2 separate regions of the Sus scrofa genome follow, and region 2 is linked to region 1. A link is a contact called in public Hi-C data. All regions are on one chromosome and are shown on one strand. Each heading gives the region's core, a stretch centred on a gene start, on an enhancer-like site or on the middle of the called end of the contact. The rest is flanking DNA. Distances are from core to core; before and after follow the strand shown.

Region 1 (5,507 bases), core at 355-2,854:
TGGGGGCAGGGGGTGGAGGGAGAGATTTTTTTTTTTATACTTTGTGGAAACAGTGATCATTAAAGGAAAAATAAGGTCATTTACCAGCATATAGGGAACACAAAAAATTGATCAATTATTTAAATTTTTAGCTTTTTGTTCTGATATTTTAATAGACACAGATTCTATCCAAACACAATAACGACAGAGACCAGATGCCCCAGCATTCTCTTACAGTAACACTCTCATAACAATCACGTCCTTCTATAAGGAGCTCCAACACGGATCTCAAGGGATTACAGCATTCAAAGACCTCACATTCTAAGAACCTAAAGTGGGTTCACATCCTGAGAACCCCAAAACATGTAATAAGAAGTAGATGGTTTACTCACAAAGATACAAGTCCCCGGATGTGTCCAAGTCCACGCTGGTGCTGTTGGGCTTCTGGGAAAGGTTCTGATCTGTTTCATACTGAACAAATGTTGCAAATAAAACAATCATGGCAACCTCCAGGCCAGTGGCCATCAGAGGGAACGTGAACCTCATGTTTGCGGCAAAGGACAGAGGCACACTGAGGGCTTCACGGGCTGTGGGAGGTTGATAAGGACAGTTCACGTCCAAGGCACGCCAGTGACATTGCAAGAAAAAAAAAAAAGAGCAAGCCTGGTGAAAACACCCTATCCTCTGGGGAGAAATATACTCTGTAATTGATTTGTTCCAATGCTGGTTTGAAGAACATACAATGTAGGTTGGAAGAAGCTAACTGATGGAAATGATCTGCTGAACAAAAGTGCCTAGAATCTTATTGAACTTAATTCAGCAGAAACTTGGTGTTTATTATATGACAGGTACTGAGTTAGGCTCTAGAGGAGACAAAAAAACTAAACAAAACATAGAATAGGTCTCTCAACTTCCTTGATGAGATTAAGAATCTAGTCGGAAGACAGAATGATAAGCAAATGATTATATAAAAACAAGTAATATTAACAGTGTTTATAAAAGTACTGGGGAAGATAAATAAGGCAGCAGTTTATTTTATTGAGCACGTGATATGATATTGATGGAGGTATTAAAAAATTAAATAAGTTTATTGATAAAACAGAAAGAGGGAATAGCATGGGGCTTGGAAGAACATGACCCATTTGAGTTAAGTTAGTTAAGCTGGAATATAGGAGAGATGGGGAGGGGCTGGGGGCTGGAATAAAGCTGTAATGGTAGCTTGGATGGGTCGTAAAGGGCTTTTCATTTAATACTGAGGATGCTATAGATACTGAGCATTAGTTCATAGGCACGAAGGAATGTGTAGCACTCCGAGAAGCAATGTTGCATATTTAGGATGATGCTTTTCTTGAGTTCTTATTCAGCTTTACACAAATGCAAATATATGAGTACACAAATTTGCTGGGATATATTTTTAGTTGTATTAAAGAAGAGAGTGGACTTAGGGACATAATTAATTCACTCTCTTGACGAATAGTCACGTGTAAATAAGATGCTGAGCTAATCAAAACCACCATGATGGTTCTGTCTCCATCCTGGAATTGTTCTCATAGCAGAATAGATCTGTCTTTGAGAATTTATATATATATATTTTTTGTTTTGTTTGTTTGTTTGTTTTTTAGGGCCGCAGCCACGGCATATGGAGGTTCCCAGGCTAGGGGTCTAATCGGAGCTAGAGCTGCCGGCCTACACCACAGCCACAGCAACACAGGATCTGCCCGTGTCTTTGAACTACACCACAGCTCATGGCAATGCCAGATCCTTAACCCACTGATTGAGGCCATGGATTGAACCCACAACTTCATGGTTCCTAGTCGGATTCGTTTCCATTGAGCCACGACGGGAACTCCTTTGAGAACTTATAGTTAGCATTTAAATACAATTATTTTCACGAATTCCAAACGATTTTCATTCAGAATATAAAGAATGGAGAATGTGCAAATGACTGCTAGGGCAAACTCCTCATCATAACAAATGTTTATAAAAGAGAGCAGGAAGTTTTTTGCCTTTTTGTTATGTTTTTCCACAATAGAACATGAGCTATTAGGACCAAAGGATCTCTGAATCTGCAGATTTTGAAAGTGGCCATTTCCACAGTTCCTTGCAAGACGGCACAACAAGAATAGATTCAGATGCTTAACTTTGGGGTCACTCATGTACATTTCATGCTTTAATTCCTGCTTTTGCAGCAGTCCAAAGGATCTCCAGCAGATCATAAAAGTATTTACGCTGATAAACTCTACACAAGATTGTAAAAAACCAAGTAACAAATTTTACGGAGCAAGGAGATCTAAACACTGTCACAAATCCATGTGGTTTAAAACTATTTCCTAGAATGAGAAAATATATTAGACATATTGGACTATTAGACTTTGAGAAGTTCAGATTAGTGGCCCTTCTTCTGAATATGGACCTTGGTATTGAAATGAGAGGAATCGTGTGACCTGGAAAAATCATTGTTTCTTTCTTTCGGCTCCTCACTCAATCTCTTCTCTAAATGGAACACTTTTTGTACACATTCTCACCCTGTATCCCCCACACTTTGTTGTTCTCCAAATGCTCCTTCCTTGACCTCCCATTTTAACCCGCCTTCTCACAATAATTTCTCCTTGGATCATGATCTTTTTTTCATGGTACTTCTCATAGTTGTGTGTGTGTGCTATGTCAGCGTGGTGTGCTGTTTATATGGCATTTAAAAAAATGGCTGTTGGGGTTCCCATCATGGTGCAGTGGAAGCAAATCCAGCTAGGAACCATGAGGTTGTGGGTTCGATCCCTGGCCTTGCTCAGTGGGTAAAGGATCTGGCATTGCTGTGGCTGTGGTGTAGGCCGGCAGCTATAGCTCTGATTTGACCCCTAGCCTGGGAACCTCCATATGCCTGGGTGCAGCCCTAGAAAAGACAGAAAGACAATAAATAAATAAATAAATAAAAAATGGCTGTTTCCTGGCTGGCTGTTGGCTTCCTGAAGACCAAGCCTGCATCTCTTTTGCACATCATTTGTTACCGTGCCCAGCGCACAGTGATAATTGATAAATATCATTTCAGTGAATTAAGTTATCATATTAAGTATGCTAGAAAAAGACAAATATCCTATGATATGAATTTAAATCACATACATGTTTTTCTAATTCAAATATATGGAGCACCAGAATTCTGTTATGGAACCCTGACCACCTCACACCAGTCAGAATGGCCATCATTAATAAGCCCACAAATAACAAGTGCTGGAGGGGGTGTGGAGAAAAGGGAAGTGGGAATGTAAGCTGGTACAACCACTGTGGAGAACAGTATGGAGGTACCTTAGAAAACGATACATAGAACTACCATATGACCCAGCAACCCCACTCTTGGGCATATATCCGGACAAAACTTTCCTTAAAAAAGACACATGTACCCGCATGTTCATTGCAGCTCTATTCACAATAGCCAAGACATGGAAACAACTCAAATGTCCATAGACAGATGATTAGATTAGGAAGGTGTGGTATATATACACAGTGGAATACTACTCAGCCATAAAAAAGAATGAAATAATGCCATTTGCAGCAACATGGATGCAACTAGAGACTCTCATCCTGAGTGAAGTAAGTCAGAAAGAGAAAGACAAATACCATATGATATCACTTATATCTGGTATCTGGTATCTAATATACAGCACAAACGAACCTTTGCACAGAAAAGAAAATCATGGACTTGGAGAATAGACTTGTGGTTGCCGGGGTGGAGGGGGAAAGAGTGGGATGGATTGGGAGCTTGGGGTTAATAGAGGCAAACTATTGCTTTTGGAATGGATTAACAATGAGATCCTGCTGTGTAGCACTGAGAGCTATGTCTAGTTACTTATGATGGAGCATGATAATGGGAGAGAAAAGTATGTATACATGTATGTGTAACTGGGTCCCCATGCTGTACAGTGGAAAAAAAATAATCGTGTTGTTACAGAACTCTGGTTAAAAATGTCTGCTTTAACTTTGGTCTTACTTCCCCTTTGTTTCAATGTAATTTTACCTCTGGAGTCTCCTTATTTCTTGTTCTTGATAACTTGTAGGGACATTTTAGTTCATAGCAATAAATCTCCTTAGCTCTGCATCCCAGAAATAAGTTGAAGAATATTAGTCAGGATCTTCCTAAGAAACCCTGTGCTCCTTAGAAAAGGAGATTCAACACCTTCCAACCCCATAGGATCAACTTTGCATGAAAAGAGCTAGAAGACCTGTGACATGATCCTCAGCAAAGACAGTAAAACTAACTTTGCTAACTTGGAAGAGAACTCTATTGATGGATAATAAACTTTAGGCTCAGAGAGCTTAAGAAACTTGCCCAAGTTTGCACAGCAGGTGGAAGGCAGAGCCAGGCCAAATGTAGGTCTATTCAATTTCTTAAATTTAACTTCTTTCAGCCATACCATTTTGTTTTCTTTTTTTTTTTTTTTGTCTTTTTGCTATTTCTTTGGGCCGCTCCCGCGGCACATGGAGGTTCCCAGGCTAGGGGTCGAATCGGAGCCGCAGCCACTGGCCTACGCCAGAGCCACAGCAACGCGGGATCTGAGCCGTGTCTGCAACCTACACCACAGCTCACGGCAACGCTGGATCGTTAACCCACTGAGCAAGGGCAGGGACCGAACCCGCAACCTCATGGTTCCTAGTCGGATTCGTTAACCACAGCGCCACGACGGAAACTCCCCATTTTGTTTTCTATGCAAAGTAATTTAGATAGAAATCTAATCTCACACTGATCTCAAGGTACTGAAAATGTCAAAGAAACTTCTTAGACATCAAAGGAAAACATTTTAAATTTTAGCTCTGTCTTCTATTATATTTTATTTTACCTCAGCTTGGAAGGTGCTATCAAATTAATATCGATGTCAACTTTCTTACTTGAAACATTCTTTTTCCTGATGAGGATACATCTAGATAACAGAGAATATTTTTTGTTTGCATATAGTTATTCAACAGATGTTCCCAAACTTTGTCCCTGAGAGGTAGTGGCTTTATCGCAGAAGCCTAAAAATTTCTCTGAATGTCAAACTTTGTAGACTGAGGAAAGAATATACCCTATGTACTTTTTGCATCAAAAGATATGGAAACTATATCTCTCTTCTGTTGGGGACTATTGTACATTTATAGTATATATTATATATTTAAAATATAATTATACATTCTTTTACAAGTAGTTTTTACTCTGGAAAGAGTGGGGATCACTAACATGCATTTACTCCTGCATATTAAATGGGCAAATCTCATTGACCAATGATCAGCTGCGAAGACTGCAAATTCAACTGCTCCTATGTGTTGAGCCATAGTTGACCTTCTGTAAAAGCATCCCCTTTTTCTTTTCCTTTCTCTCTTTCTTTCTTTCTTTCTTTTTTTTTTTTTTTTTTTTTTGCTTTTTTTAGGGAGCGCCTGTGGCATATGGAAGTTTCCAGGCTAGGGGCTGAATTGGAGCCACAGCCACAGCAACTTGGGATCTGAGACATGTCTGCGACCTTATACCACAGCTCAATAGCAGTGCCAGATCCTTAACTCAC
Region 2 (5,151 bases), core at 12-2,511, 140 kb after region 1:
TACCATGACGGGAACTCCCACATGCTCTTGATTACTGGAGCTTCATAGTAAGTTCTGAAGTCAGAGAACACCAGTTCTCTGAGTTTGGTCTTCTCTTCAATATTGCGTCGACTATTTGGGGTCTTTTGCTTCCCCATATAGCCTTTATAATCAGTTTGTCTAAATCCACACAGTCACTAGCTGAGATATTTGATTTGCATTGACTGTCTTGATCTGTTGGGAAAGAATCAGCATCTTGATAATGGTGAGGATGTGGATAAATTGGATCTCTTGTGTCCTGTTGATGGAAATGTAAAATGATGGAGCCCATGGGGAAAACAGAATTGCAGTGCCTCAAAAATCTAAAATCAGGCATTCCCACTGTGGCTCAGTGGTAATGAATACGACCAGTATCCATGAGGATGCAGGTTTGATCCATGGCCTCGCTCAGTGGGTTAAGGAGCTGGCATTGTTGTGACCTGCAGCATAGGTTGCAGATGCGGGTGGGATCTGGCATTGCTGTGGCCGTGGCATAGGCCAGCGGCTGCAGATCCAATTTTATCCCTAACCTAAGAACTAAAAAGCAAAAAAAAAAAAAAAAAAAAAAAAAAAATCTAAAATAGAATTACCTCATGATCCGACACTTCCATTTTTGGATATATAACAAAAAGAATTGAAACAGAAACTCGAAGAGACATTTGTACACCTGTGTTTCTTAGCAGCATTATATACATGCCAAAAAGTGTAAGTAAACCAGTCACTGGATGAATGGATGCAGAAAACATAGTATATACGAACAGTGGACTCTTATTCAACTTTAAAAAGAAAGGAGATTCTGACACATGCTACACAAAGATGAATTTTGAAGATATTTGGCTGGGTGAACTAAATTAGTCACAGAAAGGATAACTGCTGTATGGTTTTCTTTATTGGAACTACCTGGAGTGGTCAAATTCATAGAGACAAGAGTAGAATGGTGGTTGCCAGGGACTGAGAGAAAGGCCATTTATTGAGTTTGAGTTTTAGATGCCAAAGATGAAAATTCTGGACATGAATAATGTTGGTAATTCACGAAAAATCGTGAATGGACTTAATGCCACCGAACTGTTCATTTATTATAGTGAACATGATTTTTTAAAAAAATATTATTGTAATTTTTGGTTTGTAATTTCAGTGTAAATGCCCAACAATTAACTTTTTCAATTGTAATGTAGGTGCCAGACATTAACTTTCTGGTGGCTGAGGCAGCCACATCAAAGACGTTTATCTAGAAAACACATGACCAGCAATACAACCAGAGAAGGCGCCAAACTGTCCCACCCATGAAGTTCCCTTTTTGGAAAATTCTGGTTGACCTAGATAACGGACTTTTTTTTTTTTTTTTTTTTTTCTTCTGCTTTTTAGGGCCTCTCTAGAGGCATATGGAAGTTCCCAGGCTAGGAGTTGAATCGAAGCTACAGCTGCCTATGCCACAGCCACATCAATGCGGGATCTGAGCTGCGTCTGTGATCTACACCATAGCGCATGGCAACACCAGATCCTTAACCCACTGAGTGAGGCCAGGGATTGAACCTGCATCCTCAGGGATACTAGTCCAATTCATTTCCATTGAGTCACAATGGAGAACTCCTGATAACAGACCTTCTGACACACATGCTGGCTTTCCCCTTCCCATGCTTTCATTCCAGTTCTTGTGTTTTAAATTCACCCAAAAGAATTAGCTCACACAACCCTAGGCATCTTATCCTTGAGCTCAGCAAAAACAATCTCAAGTCTACTCTCTTTTTCTCTTTCTTTGACCTCCTTCTGTGGCCCTAGGCTGACTGTGTATCCTCCAGAATTTGAGTAACAGCACTTGTCTTTTCCAAGTTCCCTGATGCTGAGGTGCATTTGTAGTTATAAATTTGGAGTCTTCCAGGACCAGTCCAACCATCACATTGGCTCTGGCCAGGGTAATGACTGTGGGAGCTAGCACAGCTGGTAGAGCCCATGCCCCATAGTCATTCTGGCTCATAGCATTGGATAGGCTGAGACCCACCCCCAAAGTAGCCCTTTTAAAATTTTCTATAGGATTTAAAATACAAATATGGGAGTTCTTGGTAGTCTAGTGGTTAGGATTTGGCACTTTCACCACTGCAGCCCCAGATTCATTCCCTGGTCTGGGAACTTAGATCCCACATCATGGTGCTTCATGTTGGGGCCAAAAATATAAATAAAATAAAAAATACAATGCATAAAATAATTATACATTTCCGTTAATGGGTGAGCACATTTAAAGAAGTAATTTGTGACATCAGTAACTGTATGGAGGGCAGAGTTGCAACAGAAGAGAGTATTTTATGCAATAGAAGCAATGTTGGAATCAATCTAATACACATTTTAATGACTTTAGGGTGTTTTATGTTATCCTCATGGTAACCAGAAAAATGATAAAAGGATACACAAAAGGAAAAAAGAATCAAAATTCTTCACAGGGAGTTCCCGTTGTGGTGCAGAGAAAACAAATCCAACTAGTATCCATGAGGACATGGGTTCCATCCTTGGCCTTGCTCAGTGGGTTAAGGATCCAGTGTTGCTGTGAGCTGTGGTGTAGGTCACAGACGTGGCTCTGATCCCGAGTTCCTCTGGCTCTGATATAGGCAGGCAGCTACAACTCTGATTCCACCCCTAGCCTGGGAACTTTCAGGCTAAAAAGAAAAAGCAAACAAACAAACGAACCAAAAACAAGCAAACAAAAACCCTTGTCAGGAAAAAGTGAAGTAAACAGTAAAGAAGGTATTCATGGAGAAATGAGGAACAAATAGGATACGAATTCATTCAGAAAGCAGCAAAATGAGAGCGGTGGTAGATTAATGGATTAAAAATAGACTGATTATATGCCATCTACGTGTCATGCATTTTATACCCCCAGACACACAAAAGTTGAAGTGAAAGGATGGAAAAAGATACTCATGCAAATAGTAGCCACAAGAGAGCAGGAGTATCATTTGACATAGACTCTAAGGCACAACCAGTTAGTTACCAGAGACAAAGAATAATAGTATATAGTGACAAGAGGGCAGCTTCACCAGGAAGACCTAAGAATTATAGACACGTACGCACGAGATATCAGAGTTCTCAAATACTTGAAGCAAACATTGCAGGGCGAGAAACACAGCTTTGCAATATCAGTAGCAGTTCAACACCCCACTTCCAATATTGGAGCCAGGCCACGTCAACAGGGAAATGCAGAGAACACTCCACCTACAGTAGCAGAATACACACTTTCCTCCAGGGCACGGAGACTGGTTCCCAGAAGAGAACATGCATTAGGCTACAAAATGAATCTTAATACATTTTTAAAAAAAAGGAACTGGAGTTCCTGTCGTGGCACAGTGGTTAACGAATCTGACTAGGAACCATGAGGTTGCGGGTTCAGTCCCTGCCCTTGCTCAGTGGGTTAACGATCCGGCGTTGCTGTGAGCCGTGGTGTAGGTCGCAGACTCGACTCGGATCCTGCATTGCTGTGGCTCTGGCGTAGGCCAGAGGCTACAGCTCCGATTGGACCCCTTGCCTGGGAACCTCCATATGCCACGGGAGCGGCCCAAAGAAATAGCAAAAAGACAAAAAATAAATAAATAAATGAATAAATAAACAAATAAAATAAAATAAAACAAAAAAGGAACTAATCAGACTATGAGTATCTTATCTGTTTACCAAGGAATAAAACTAGAAATCGACAGCAGAAAATCAAAAGATTCATGAACATGTGGACATTAAACACATTCTTAAAAAATTACTGTTATTATTATTTTGTCTTTTTAGGGCTGCTCCTGTGACATATGGAGGTTCCCAGGCTAGGGATCGAATCGAGCTGTAGCTGCCGGCTAACACCACAGTCACAACAATGCGGGGATGCGAGCCATGTCTGTGACCTGCACCACAGCTCCCAGCAATGCCGAATCCTTAACCCACTGAGCAAGGCCAGGGATTGAACCTGTGTCCTCATGGATGCTAGTCAGATTAGTTTCCACTGAGCCACGACAGGGACTCCTTAAAAAATTATTTTTATTGTAGTTGATTTACAATGTTATGCCAATTTCTGTTGTACAGCAGAGATCCAGTCATATATATATATGTGTATATGTGTACACACACACACACCCACCCACCCACACACACACCCACACACACGTTCTTTTTCTCATGGCATCTTCCATCATGGTCTATTCCAAGAGACTGGATATAATTCCCTGTGCTGTACAGCAGGACCTCATTGTTTACCTATTCTAAATGGAATAATTTGCATCTACTACCCCCAAACTCCCAGTCCATCCCACTCCCTCCCCCTCCCCCGTGGCAACCCCAAGTCTCTTTCCATGTCTGTGAGTCAAACATGATGCTCTTAGGCAACAAATGGGACAAGAAGAAATCACAAAGGGAATGGAGATAAATATTCAGACAATAGAAAATGAATTGCACAACATCCAAAAGCTTATGGTTTGCAGAGAAAATAATACGAAGAAGAACATTTTAAATTGTAAATATTTATGTTAAAAAAGAAACATTTCATGTCAACCACTAACTTGCCATTTAATGGGACTAGAAAAAGAAGAATAAACTAAAACCCAAAGGTAGTAGTAGAAAGGAAATAGTAAAGGCAAGTGCATAGATAAATATATTTGAGAAGAGAAAAAAAAAATAGAGACAGTCAACAAAATGATTCTTCAACAATGTCAACAAAATTGACAACTTTTAGCTAGATTTGACTAAGGAAAAAATCAAAAGTGTAAAAGCACAGAAAGAAAAAGGATTATGAAGGTGTTAGGAACACTAGTATATCAAAAATTGTATTTCCCAAAATAAAGGGGCAAAATTCATAGAAATACACAGCCTGCCAAGATTCACTCATCAGGAAATAAAAAAAAAATCTCCAGGAGTTCTTTTGCAGCACAGTAGGTAGGGATTCAGTGTTGCCACTGAAGGGGCTTGGGTTATTGCTATGGTGTGGGTTCTATCCTTGGCCCAAGAACTTCCACATGCTGCCAATAGGGGCAGAGAAAGAAAGAGAGAAAGAGGGAGAGAGAGAGAGAGAGAGGGAGGGAGGGAGAGAGAGAGAGAGAGAAAGAAAGAAAAGAAAGAAAGAGAGAAAAAAAGAGAGAAAGAAAGAGAGAAAGAGAGAGAAGGAGAGAG

Evidence for each region. A called contact is a pair of places that touch in the nucleus more often than the background predicts.
Region 2: a contact with region 1 is called in a Hi-C map of fetal liver, with 1.8 times the contacts expected there. The contact joins the enhancer-like site here to the promoter of RHAG in region 1. A contact is called at or near these places in 1 of 5 promoter capture datasets (liver) and 13 of 47 Hi-C or Micro-C datasets (alveolar macrophages, brain, embryonic fibroblasts and 7 more).

What each region holds. Positions count from the first base shown.
Region 1 is chr7:43,729,340-43,734,846 of Sscrofa11.1, forward strand. It overlaps RHAG (ammonium transporter Rh type A), which reads right to left and starts at 1,605. Exons shown (of 10, transcript XM_003128440.4): 1 at 372-1,605. The coding sequence starts at 525.
Region 2 is chr7:43,869,725-43,874,875 of Sscrofa11.1, forward strand. No RefSeq gene overlaps it. Among named protein-coding and RNA genes, the nearest start is that of PGK2, 31 kb to the left of the region's middle. Within about 2 kb of position 1,262, at least 1 of the 83 cell types and tissues checked has an H3K27ac peak or open chromatin away from gene starts, as enhancers often do. A contact at or near this core is called in fetal liver, where this site is marked.